Regions from separate parts of the Muntiacus reevesi genome. Here region 2 is linked to region 1. A link is a contact called in public Hi-C data. All regions are on one chromosome and are shown on one strand. Each heading gives the region's core, a stretch centred on a gene start, on an enhancer-like site or on the middle of the called end of the contact. The rest is flanking DNA. Distances are from core to core; before and after follow the strand shown. Region 1 holds the start of CNEP1R1 (CTD nuclear envelope phosphatase 1 regulatory subunit 1). Region 2 holds the start of BRD7 (bromodomain containing 7).

Region 1 (5,697 bases), core at 2,384-4,883:
TAGCTGTGGGTTCTGTACACATTCTTCATCAACATTGAGGAAGTTTCCTTTTATTCTTGGTTAGTTATGTTGTGTTTTTATCATGAAAGGGTGTGAGATTTTGCTAAACACTTATTTCGCAACAATTGAGATGGTTATGCGAGGTTTTCCCACACTTCTACAGTTGAGATATAATTTGCATAGCATAAAACCCACATTTAAAGTGGCTTTTAGTATACTTACAAAGTTAGGTAATCATCACTATCTAATTCCTAAACATTTTCATCACCCGCCCCCCCAAAATCTCATACTTTCCACTTTCCCTTTTCCTAAGTCCTTGGCAACCACCATCTTCTTCCTGTCTCTATGGATGTGGCACTTATCAGTACTTCATTTCTTTTTATTGTTGAATAATATTCACTATATAGAAATATCACATTTTGCTTACCTATTCATTAGTTGATGGGCATTTGGTTGTTTCCACTGTTTGACTATTATGATTAATGCTACCATGCACATTCATGTGCAAGGTGTTTTGTGAACATATGTTTTCAATTCTCTCAGATATTAAGAGGAGAATTGCTGGCTCATATAGTAACTATATGCTTAACTTTTTGAGGAACTGCCAGACTGTTTTCCAAAGTAGCTGCACCATTTTACATTCCTACTGACCATACACGGGCTTCCCAGGTGGCACTAGAACCTGCCTGCCAACGCAGGAGCTTCAGAGACACATAGACATCCCTGGCTTGGGAAGATCCCCTGGAGAAGGAAATGGCAACCCACTCCAGTATTCTTGCCTGGGAAATCCCATGGACGGAGGAGCCTGCCGGGCTACAGTCCACGGGATCACAAAAAGTCAGACACGACTAAAGTGACTGAGCACATACACCCTACCATATATGAATGCTCCAATGCGCCAGTTTTTCTACATCCTCATTAAGTCATGTGGTTTTTGTTATTTACTCTGTTTATATGATATATTACACGTATTCATTTTCTTTTTTTTTTCTGAATTGAAACTTTTTATTTTACATTGGAGTACAGTTGATTGGCAATGCTGTGATAGTTTCAGGGGTAGAGCAAAGTGATTCATATACACATATGCATGCATCTCTTCTTTTTCTAATTCTTTCCACATTTAGGTTGTTGGGTACTATTGAGCAGAGTTCCCTGTGCTATGAATTCCCAGGTGGTTCAGGGGTATGTAGCACCCTATACTATACAGTAGGTCCTTGTCAGTTATCCGTTTTAAATATAGCAATGCATTCTCTCAATTCCAAACTCCCTAACTATCCCTCCCCCTAAATCTTCTTCCTTGTAAACCATAAATTCATTCTCTAAGTCTGACGTCAAACCAACTTTGCATTCATGGGATAAATCACACTTCACCTTGTTGTATACTCCTTTTTATATGTTGCTGGATCTGATTTGTTAATTCTTTAAAGGATTTTTATGTCCATATTCATAACAGATATTCATGTATTTTTAAAGGGATGATGGTGGGTGTCAAATTGCCATGGTATTTCAATTACATCGAATACCTTTAAAAGAGTCACGTAAGAGTTTACTTCCAAACGTCAATATTTACAATACCAGAAAATACATCTTTTATAAGGATTCAAGTCCATGATGAAAATCTCAGCTGTAGTTTTTGAAACATGTGAGGAGGCATACAATTTGTGAAAATTATTTTAGAAGGTGTCGCCATGGAGATGGCAGGAAGATCCCTGTTGTAGTCACTCCAAGGGGCCATTGGAAGTTTCTGAGGACAACGTGTGATCTTTTAGTATTTTATGAATCACTATTTGGCAAAAGGGTGGGAACAGGAGGCTGGTGAGGGGTCACAGCTGTAAATCCAGGCTATATGGTGGCTTGGATTAGAGTGGGAGCTGCAGAAGTGGTGAGAAGTGATTAAATTTTAAATCGATGTGGATGATACAGGCAAGAGGATTTGCTACGGAATCTGATCTACCATGTGGAGAGAGAGAGGGAGAGAGAATCAAGGATAATTCCAGCGACAGCATTTGGAGCTGATCAACTCATCTACCTATTTCTAAACTCAACCCTAAAATGAATTTGATAACACGTTTTGGTTCATGTTGCTGCTGTGGGGTTTAAAGGAGGTTTACACACTCCTGAACTATAAAAGATGTAGCACCAGACCTCCAGAACAAATTTTAGTTATTGTATTGGCTATCCCTCTTTGAAGCAGATCTTCATCTTATCACTGATGTTTTAAGGGTTTTCAGTGTTCTGTCTTTTGTTTTTACACGAAACACTATCTTTTACACAGGGCAGGAGACCTTAGAGGGAGACCTTTGCAGTCTTGGCTTATATTCCAGTGTCTGGAACATGTAGTACTTAAATATTTGTTAAGTATCTTCTTGACAAATCTCACTGATATAATGTTTCTACAAATCTATATCCCTCGGTCTCCCCATTACTTCAGGTTCCAAATTTTTTAGCCTGACTATGAGCCCCCGTTTTCCTCTCTTCCTCCCTTACTGTTCCCCAGGCCCCCGTGATCCATACATGCAGGTGTCAATAACAGGATAAAAATGTACACCCTTTCAAAGGCATGTTCAATGTTGTTTTTTTTTGTACACAGATGAAAATGAGTCTGTGACATGAATGTGTGACTGATACACACTTCTGGGCAATTTTGTTTTACTTTTCTCATTGTAAATGAACCTGTTAATACCTACATTGGTGCCTTTCAATTTTTTTTTTTCAAACTTTTTTTTAATTGGAGCCCTCATTTACATATGTTTTACATTATGATCAGAACATAGCACATATGGAATACACACACAAACAAAATAAAAAATCATGAAATGACACATTTTTACTACTAGTGGTGCTAATATTTTAAGTTTTACTTTAGTTCATATTTACAAAATAACAGTTATGGCTCATTGCATGTCTTTCATGATCTTCTCTGGGGTTTTGACCCACAGTTTAAAAAAAAGATTGTGTTGGCGTGCTAAATGAGATAATGTATGTAAAGGGTTTGGCCCAGAGGAAGGCTCTGGAAGTGTTAAGGTAAAGGAGCCTACAAAGTGAAGTAATGGGCAAGGATGTGTCAATTCTAATGGCAAGTGGGGAAGAGGAAAACTGAAGGATGAGTGAATGAAATATCAACAGTGAAAAAAATCCCAGTGCCACTTGGAGCTTTTTAGTGCCCATCTTTGTTCGGCCAGTTGCTTCTTGGGGCTCTCAAATCAAACGTCCGGCTCTGTGTGTTAAATATCTCTTCCCTAGAACTAGTTCCCATTACCGACCACCACCCACCCCACCACCCACCTCCCGCTCTTATCTCACTGTATCCTATTACCCTGTTACTTCCTTCACAGAACCAAGCTTACCTGAAATTAATGATCTATTTGCATGTTTATTGTCTACTGTAACCCTTCCATTTTGAGGATAGGAGTCTTGTCTATCTTGCTAAACTGCATCCCTGATACAGTGCCTACCAGACATGCAATAGTTCTTGAATGAATGAGTGACCACAAGGAAAGGAGCCAGAGAGTTTTTTAATCAAATATAAAAGTAGTCAATGCCTTACAGATTCTTTTTTTTTTTAAGTTCCAGAACACTCATTTTACGATTTATGAAAATTGGATGACATGAGAAAAAAATAACCAAGGGAGAAATGTGTACTTAAAGGGCTCGTCGCCGTTCAGCCGCTCAGTCGTATCCGACTCTCGGAGATGCCAAGGACCGCAGCACGCCAGGCTTATTTAAGCAATGAAAGAACCAAGCAGGAAACTAGGAATAGTACACACACGAATGAATGAACTTTCCCGGACAGGCTGCAGTTCCTCCCCAGGACAGGAGGCGGCGCTAGTGTCACGCCAACTCAGCCGCCGACAACTCTTGGTCCTTCTGGCTGACCGTCCAACGCCAGTGCCCGAGAACCGTGAGGGAAGTAGCCAATAGAAAACCGTCTTAGTTACAGGGTCTGGCCGAAACGTCCAATGAGCGTAGCGGGTCTAGTCAAGGGGCGGTGCCAAAAAGAGGGGCGGAGGGAAGCGGTTAGAGGTGGGAGTTGGCGCTGCGGGCCGGGCAGGGACCGTGGAGCTGAGATGCGGACGGGGCCGCGCCGGTGACCGGAGCTGCCGCCCGACATGAACTCGCTGGAGCAGGCGGAAGGTAGGGTGCGCCTCCTGGGCCCTTCGCTAACTCCTCCACGGAAGCTCGCGGGGCTCTGGAGGCGCCGGAATCGTGGAAACCTGGTCGGGAGAGAGGAGGCCGCGAAGGATGGACTGACGGGGCCCGGAGCTGGGGGCGCGGGGGCCGGCCCAGGGGCCAAGGGGCGGCCGGACACGGCCTGGCGCTGCTTCCGGCGCGCGTGGCATCCGCCGCCGCTGGAGAGGCGCTGCGTCAGCTCCCCCAATTCCTGCCGCGTGGACCAGGGAGCTTCTCGCCCGGTTATTTCTATTTCTTACTTGTTAGCAAACCTTGTAGGGCGCTAACTCACTTTATTTTTTTTCTAGTAGTCGATAAGACTTGTATCCCTAATTTCTGCCTTGGTTTTTGGTAACTGCCGGGGTAAGGGAGTGCCTCTTGGTCTCCTTTTTAAAGTTTGAAAAGTGCAACTGAAAATGATACCTTACCTTGCTCATTCAGAGGAAACACCTTGAACGCCCCAATCTTGTACAACCAGGCGTCGGCGCTCCAGAAGTGCCACATAGATCATCTGTAAGCTCTTGGGCGGCTGGAAAGGGGAGCGTCTTTCCATTACCCATCCGTTAGCTGATCAGAAGTCCAGTAAGAACAGACTGAAAGCGTAGCTGTTAATTAAACATAAGTGTATCGAGACTTTGGCCCGAGGTAAGATATTGTCCTAATACGGAGTTCTTGATTCCAACAGAGTTAAAACTCGACTTGATTTTGATCCTTTACTTGCAACCCCAAATTTCTAGCTTTTGGCGTCGACTGAGGCTGCTACTGATTTTCCACATACCATTTTACGAGGAACTAGCTAGTTTTCTTATATATGAAATTGGAACTAAAGAAACCTAGTGTTTATCAAGGGCGTAAAGCTGTCATAGTAAAGAACTGGACAGTGCAGTGATACATGTGAGTTGGTGTGCAAGACCTGAAGCAGTTAAGAGTATTTTAAATTCATCGTAATAGATTCAGATTACTAAGAGTAGCTAATTTCAAAATTGAAATCTTTTTACGTAGATCTCAAGGCTTTCGAGAGGAGACTTACTGAATATATTCATTGCTTGCAACCTGCCACTGGACGTTGGAGAAGTAAGTGCTTGGACTTTTTTTTTTTTAAGGGAAAATAAGCTGACAGTTGATACTTTTATTCTGCCTAGCAGTGATTTGCTTTCACGTAAAACTTTTTGATTAACAAATGCTTGCTTAAAAAAAAAAACCAAACAAATGCTTGCTTTATTAAACCATAAGGTTCCCTTCTGTTTTGACAGTTTTAGGTCTATTTAATATTGTAAATGACGGCATTTTAAAGAAATTTTAAGAAAAGAAACTGACAACACTGAAAGGATAGTCGTATTTTGTGTGGTTGACTTTTTATTTTTATTTTAAAATACGTATATTTTGTTAGACATATATGAGAAATCTGGTTACCAGAACACGTAATAAAAATGTCAGTAGTCTGTTTAGCAGTTTTACAATTTTGCCTAGAAACTATTGAAGTAAAGTTTGTTGAAGGAAGTGATATTCAACAATACTGTAAAATAT
Region 2 (5,712 bases), core at 1,684-4,183, 290 kb after region 1:
ACAACAAAGGAGTAAATCAAGAGAAAGATATGGGATCCAAAAGCAGGCAGAGCAGGTCCAATCAACTAATCCAGGTTAGAGCAGGTAGAGACAGAGATGAACGGATGCAAGACAGATGTTTCCAAAAAAAAAAAAAGGGACGGGTTTGCCCATGTGAAAAACAGAAGAAACCAGGTGGCTTTTACAAATCTGTTAAGAGCTTGAAGAATGAGTACACAACCACCAAACAAATGAAAGCAATTAGCCAACTGGTCAATATCAGACCTGTATATGTATATTACATTTTTCTCCACTAAACGATAATTAGAAATGAACACTGAATATTGAATTTACTAAGAACTGAGATGTATCTACAGTGGGAGAATGCAGGAAGGGAAACTGGAGGCATGGAGCTATATAAGGACATTAATTTAAATTCTCATCTTCAGTAACATGATGCCAATAAAAGATGTACAAATAAAATCAGTAAACGGCAACATAAACCAACATTTAGAAATGGACATCAATATCCAAAGAAAAAACTAAAAAGTTTGGGAAGGATGCAACAGGAGTTTACTTTTATGTTTAAATGTATTAATAGTACTCTTGACTTTTTAAAACTATGCTCATAAATTACTTTATCCTGTAATAATAAATAATTAAAAAACAATCCCCCCACAACAAAACTGGTTACTTCTGGAGAGAAAGACTAAATGAGATACTTGAGTGAGGAAAACTTTTTCTCTCCTCCTTCTTGTTCACTTCTGTATCACTTGAATTAAAAAAATCATGGCTTTTACAATTTAGGGGAAAAAACATTTGACAGTTCTATGTTTAGTCACAGCCTAGACAAAGGCAATAAACACTGGGGCAGAAAGACATAAATAGGAAATTCCAAAAAGAGACTACGATTTAGGGACTTAACAATGTGTTTAATCACATGGTCTAGAACATTTCTGTTGTATATATAAATATAAAAAAATTATAAAATAAGCCTACAGAGATTTAGCTTCAAGTTCCAGTAAATGATTCAATAAGTTACTTGGTGACAGGTTAAATTTGGGAAGTGCAGAAGCAGTCTAGGACAATTCCAGGTACATATGTGATCATCCTTGGAAGGAAAGTTTATTATTACTATTTCACCCAGATGACAAACAGGGATGGCAACCACTTTCTTTTTTCCTTTCTAGTATCTGCAAGTGGTTAAGAAAATGCTTATTTTTATTACTGCTGTCATATCCCTTGAAGGTTTCTGATCAAATTATCACTTCAACAGACTCAGACTTTGTCTTAAAAGATGAAAGTCATTCATTATGTATTTGGCATTACAGTATTTCAGAAGAAAATCTGAATCCCAATAAATCCCATTTACTTTTTAAAAACATTTAAATTTATTTTTAATTGGAGGTTAACTACAAATTAGTTGGAAGTTAACTACAACATTCTATTGGTTTCTGCCATGTATCAACATCAATCAGCCATAGGTATACCTATATTCCCTCTTGAACCTCCCTCCCAGCTCCCAGAGGGGGGAAGAAAAGGGTGGTGCGAATTAACAGAGCAGCACTGAAACATTTACATTACCATATGTAAAACTAGACAGCCAGTGGGAATTTGCTGTATGATGCAGGGGGCTCAAATCCGGTGCTCTGTGACAACAGTTACTTTTGAAATGACTGTTTCCCCAAAACATCAAAAACTGAGCTTTGCTAGGGCATGACTTTTACCTTTCCTAGATGGAAAAACCACTCTTTGAAGCAGCTCCTGAAAATGAGGACTTCGCTGTTCACTCACCTGATGTGTGAGTACAACTAAGAACATAATTAAAGAGCTGTTGAAACTCATAGATGACTGATGTTTCTATTCTGCCCTGCTCTTCCTCAAAGTCAGCCCGATTTTATGGGCGTTTCAGCATCTCATTGGACACAAAATAAAGTGAGGTTGGCAGGGGGAGGCGGCAACGCTCAGAAAGTGGTACCACCTTCAAAGCTGAAGCAACGCAACGACCCTTTACCTTTACACGTCTCCGTTTTCTCCCCTTTTCTTCCCCTGGAATCTGCTTCTCTCCTTTCTTTCTCTTTTTCCGCTTTCTCTCTTTGTGTTTGTCATGATCGTTTTTGTCTTCAAAGAGGCTGGAGTCGTGCCCAGAACTGCCCGTGGAGAGCTCGGTAACTTCGTTCCCTCCCACTTTGAGGACCAGCTTCAGGGGCTTCTCTACATACTCTTAAACGAAAGGAAAGGATCTCGATTAAAGGAAAGCCTCGCCGGGCAGTATCCAAAACGCAGAGTAAAACTGGGTAGGGATAGTCAGTCTGAGGCGGCCAATGGCTCGCAGTGGGCGCCCCTCGGCGCACCTGTTGAATGACGGACACTCGCCAAGTGGACGCCCCGAACGCTCCCGGGCCTCTCGGGACCGCCTCACACCTCCCAACCGGAGTCCCGCCCAGGCCGGACGTCCCGGGTTCGAACGCCGCCCCCGCCTGGGGGGTCTGGCGCGGCTCAGGCGGGCCGCGCCCCCTTTGCGGGTCCAGGCCTGCCCGCCGGAGGTGCGACCCCCGGCCCGCCTCGGAAGCTGGAGAGTTGTCTCGAAGGCACGAAAACTCCACCAAGCGGCCATAGGCTCGCCGCCCCCCACCGTGGCCCACTCCTCACCCTCGTAGAGGTGTTTGTCCGACTTATGCTTTTTGTGCTTCTTGCCCATGTCCGATCGGGCCCCGGTGCCCGCCCCCCGCGCCAGGCCCAGGCCGTGCGGCGCCGCTTCCGGTCCGGGCCAGGCGAGCGGAGGGCGGGAGCGGGGCCCGCGAGACCCCGCGCCGCGAGGCAGGGGGACGGCGTGCGCCGAGCGGCGCGAGGCCCCTCACGAATAGACCCAGCCGCGCCCAAGCGCGCGAGACCCAGCCGGAGCCGGAGAGCGGCGGCAGGTTGGCGAGTGGCCGGCGCGGAAGCGGGAGAGAGGGCCTGCCGCGCGCGCAGAGAGTGGTCGGCTGGGCGTGGCGGCCCCTGGCGGCTGGAGGTGGCACTGCAACCTGAGGCCTGGGGGCGGAGTCGGCTCGGGGGCGGAGTCCGGTTCGTGGGTGGGGCCAGGGCGGGGTCCACCGCTCTGAAATTCCCGTTTTTCTGTCTGCCTCTCTTTCTTTCCTGCCTAGATTCCTACCCTCTCTCCCTCCTCCTTGCCCCTCCTTCCTTTCATCCTTTTTCTTATCTTTTTTATCACCTTACTTCCTTTCTGACTCCTCTCTTCTCTCCCGCTTTCCCTAGCGTCTATCTTCATTTGTTGAATCCTGTGCTGGACGCCAGACCCAGGAAACCCAGAACATTGGTAGCGGAAGGATTCTAATCTCTAAAACAGAACAAAACAAACTTATATAATGATATGTAAAGACCTTCAAGACCTTAATTAAAACAATACCAACAAAGTATGGAGCAGAGTGTATTCAGTAAGATGCATTTATGGAAATAAACGTTGGCATTTGAATAAAAAGGCTGTGATGGATACACAAGAACGGTTAATAGTGGTTATCTCAGGAGACTAGGACTGAGACTGGAGTTGATTGGTTTAGTTTCATGCTTCTCTGTATTTTTTGAAAATTTTCTCACTTGCATATTTATTATTTTTTGAAATGAAAAGAAAGAAAATTTAGAAATTAGATTGAAAAAATGATGAAAATAATCTGGATCCCCACAAAGCAGAGGTCCAGACTAACACTATCGCTCTGTTGATGGAGGTCCACTCCTCTTTCCTGCTTTAGGCCCTGCTTCTCCTTGACTTTATCCTTAGATGCTGAACCCTACTGGTGAGATGAGTTATTCACAATTTTGTTCATTGGCACTTACCTGAATAAAATGTTAAGATGTGTTCAAGAGACCACATCCAGGGATGATGGCTGCAGAGAGACAAAATAATGTTGATATTTTTTGACATGACAACCTTGTAAGGTAGAAAGGGAGAAATATATTCCCAATTTACAGATGAGGAAATGGATGCCCAGAGAAATGAAGTAAGTTGCCACTTACTGGTAGAGCCAGGCTTCAAATCCAGGTTTTCTGGATCTGAATCATAACCTCTTTTTACTCTGAATATGATGAAGGGGGTCTTGACTGTCTCTGCGTTTAGGCTTACAGTGCACTGTGTGTTTCCAGATAAATCTATACTCACAAGAAAGGAACTGACATCGGTCATTTATACTTAAGAGTTTGGACCTCTGGATCACTTCTCCCAGGAAGGTGTGTAGCTTTCACTTGAACTGCAGTGGTTAAGTGGTAGACTTGTAATTTAGGGTCCTGTGGTCAAAGAATGATAGAAACCCAGTTTGAATTATTTCAGGTGAATAAAAAGATTAGTGGATCACATGTCCAGGAAGGGAGGAGTAAAGCTTCCCCAAAGAAAGATAGGAGCCAGGGATTTGATGCTTTCTTTCTTTGTCTCATCCTTCTGTGTTGGGCTCCATTTTCTTTTCTTACATGACTGAAAACATGGTTTCCAGCAGCTGTATCCTGACCGATTGGGAAAAGGGTCTCTTTCCTGTCAGCCTCATCCAGGAAAAAATTCCAGGAAAGGTCTCTGATTGGCTTGGCTTGGGTCACGTGTTTTATAGGCAAAGGGTTGGGAGATTGATCCAGCTTGGATACCAAGTCCATCCCTATGGCCAAGAGGAGTTAGAGTCTGTGACTGGCAGTCCCCATTAGAGTCCAGTGGTTAGTCAAGGAAGGTGAAGTTCCTTTAGAGGAGGGGAACTGATTTTTTACAAAGGATAGAAGTTTGTATCTGTAACAATCTGCTCTGGCCTCTCTGAGAAGGAGTTCAGAGTGGAGGAAAGGGGTCATGTTGGAGAAGGGAACCTCTGCTGCTCTGAAATCAAGCCACCAATGCCCCCTAGTGCAGAGCAAAGCTTCAGTTCAGTTCAGTCACCCAGTCATTTTCGACTCTTTGCAACCCCGTGGACTGCAGCATGCTTCCCTGACCATCATCAACTCCTGAAGCCTGCTTAAACTCATGTCCATTGAGTTGGTGATGCCATCCGACCATCTCATTCTCTGTTGTCCCCTTCTCTTCCTGCCTTCAATCTTTCCCAGCATCAGGGTCTTTGCAAATGAGTCATTTCTTCGCATCAGGTGGTCAGAGTATTGGAGCTTCAGCTTCGGCATCAGTCCTTGCAATGAATATTCAGGACTGATTTCCTTTAGGATTGCCTGGTTTGATCCCCTCGCAGTCCAAGGGACTCTCAAGAGTCTTCTCCAACACCACAGTTCAAAAGCATCAACTCTTATGATTCAACTCTCACATCCATACATGACTACTGAAAAAACCATAGCTTTGACTAGATAGACCTTTGTTGGCAAAGTAATGTCTCTGCTTTTTAATATGTTGTCTAGATTTGTTATAGCTTTTCTTCTGAGGAGCAAACATCTTTAATTTCATGACTGCAATCACCATCTGCAGTGATTTTGGAGCCCAAGGAAATAAAGTCTGTCACTTTTTCCATTGTTTCCTCATTTATTTGCCATGAAGTAATGGGACTGGATGCAAAGCTTTGGTGCAGTTTGTCAACCTTTTCAAAGCTATAATTCTTTTTGTTTTAAGGAGAACTGCTATGCCAACTGCACCTATGGATCTGGCCTCTGCTGTGGAGTGGATCTGGCCTCCCTCCAGACTGAACCTGTGAGCTTACCTGGCTTCTCCTCATCACCTGGTATGCTCCCCCAGGCGGGGTTTGAATCAGGGGAGCACAGCAC

The links. Hi-C and Micro-C count contacts between places; a contact is called where the count stands out from the background.
Region 2: a contact with region 1 is called in a Hi-C map of muscle, with 5 times the contacts expected there. The contact joins the promoter of BRD7 here to the promoter of CNEP1R1 in region 1. A contact is called at or near these places in 2 of 3 Hi-C or Micro-C datasets (blood and muscle).

What each region holds. Positions count from the first base shown.
Region 1 is chr2:231,661,583-231,667,279 of mMunRee1.1, forward strand. CNEP1R1 (CTD nuclear envelope phosphatase 1 regulatory subunit 1) reads left to right here and starts at 3,634. Exons shown (of 6, transcript XM_065925288.1): 1 at 3,634-4,134; 2 at 5,173-5,244. The coding sequence starts at 4,110. It also overlaps the pseudogene LOC136157445.
Region 2 is chr2:231,947,882-231,953,593 of mMunRee1.1, forward strand. It overlaps BRD7 (bromodomain containing 7), which reads right to left and starts at 2,934. Exons shown (of 17, transcript XM_065925304.1): 1 at 2,632-2,934; 2 at 1,994-2,202. The coding sequence starts at 2,680.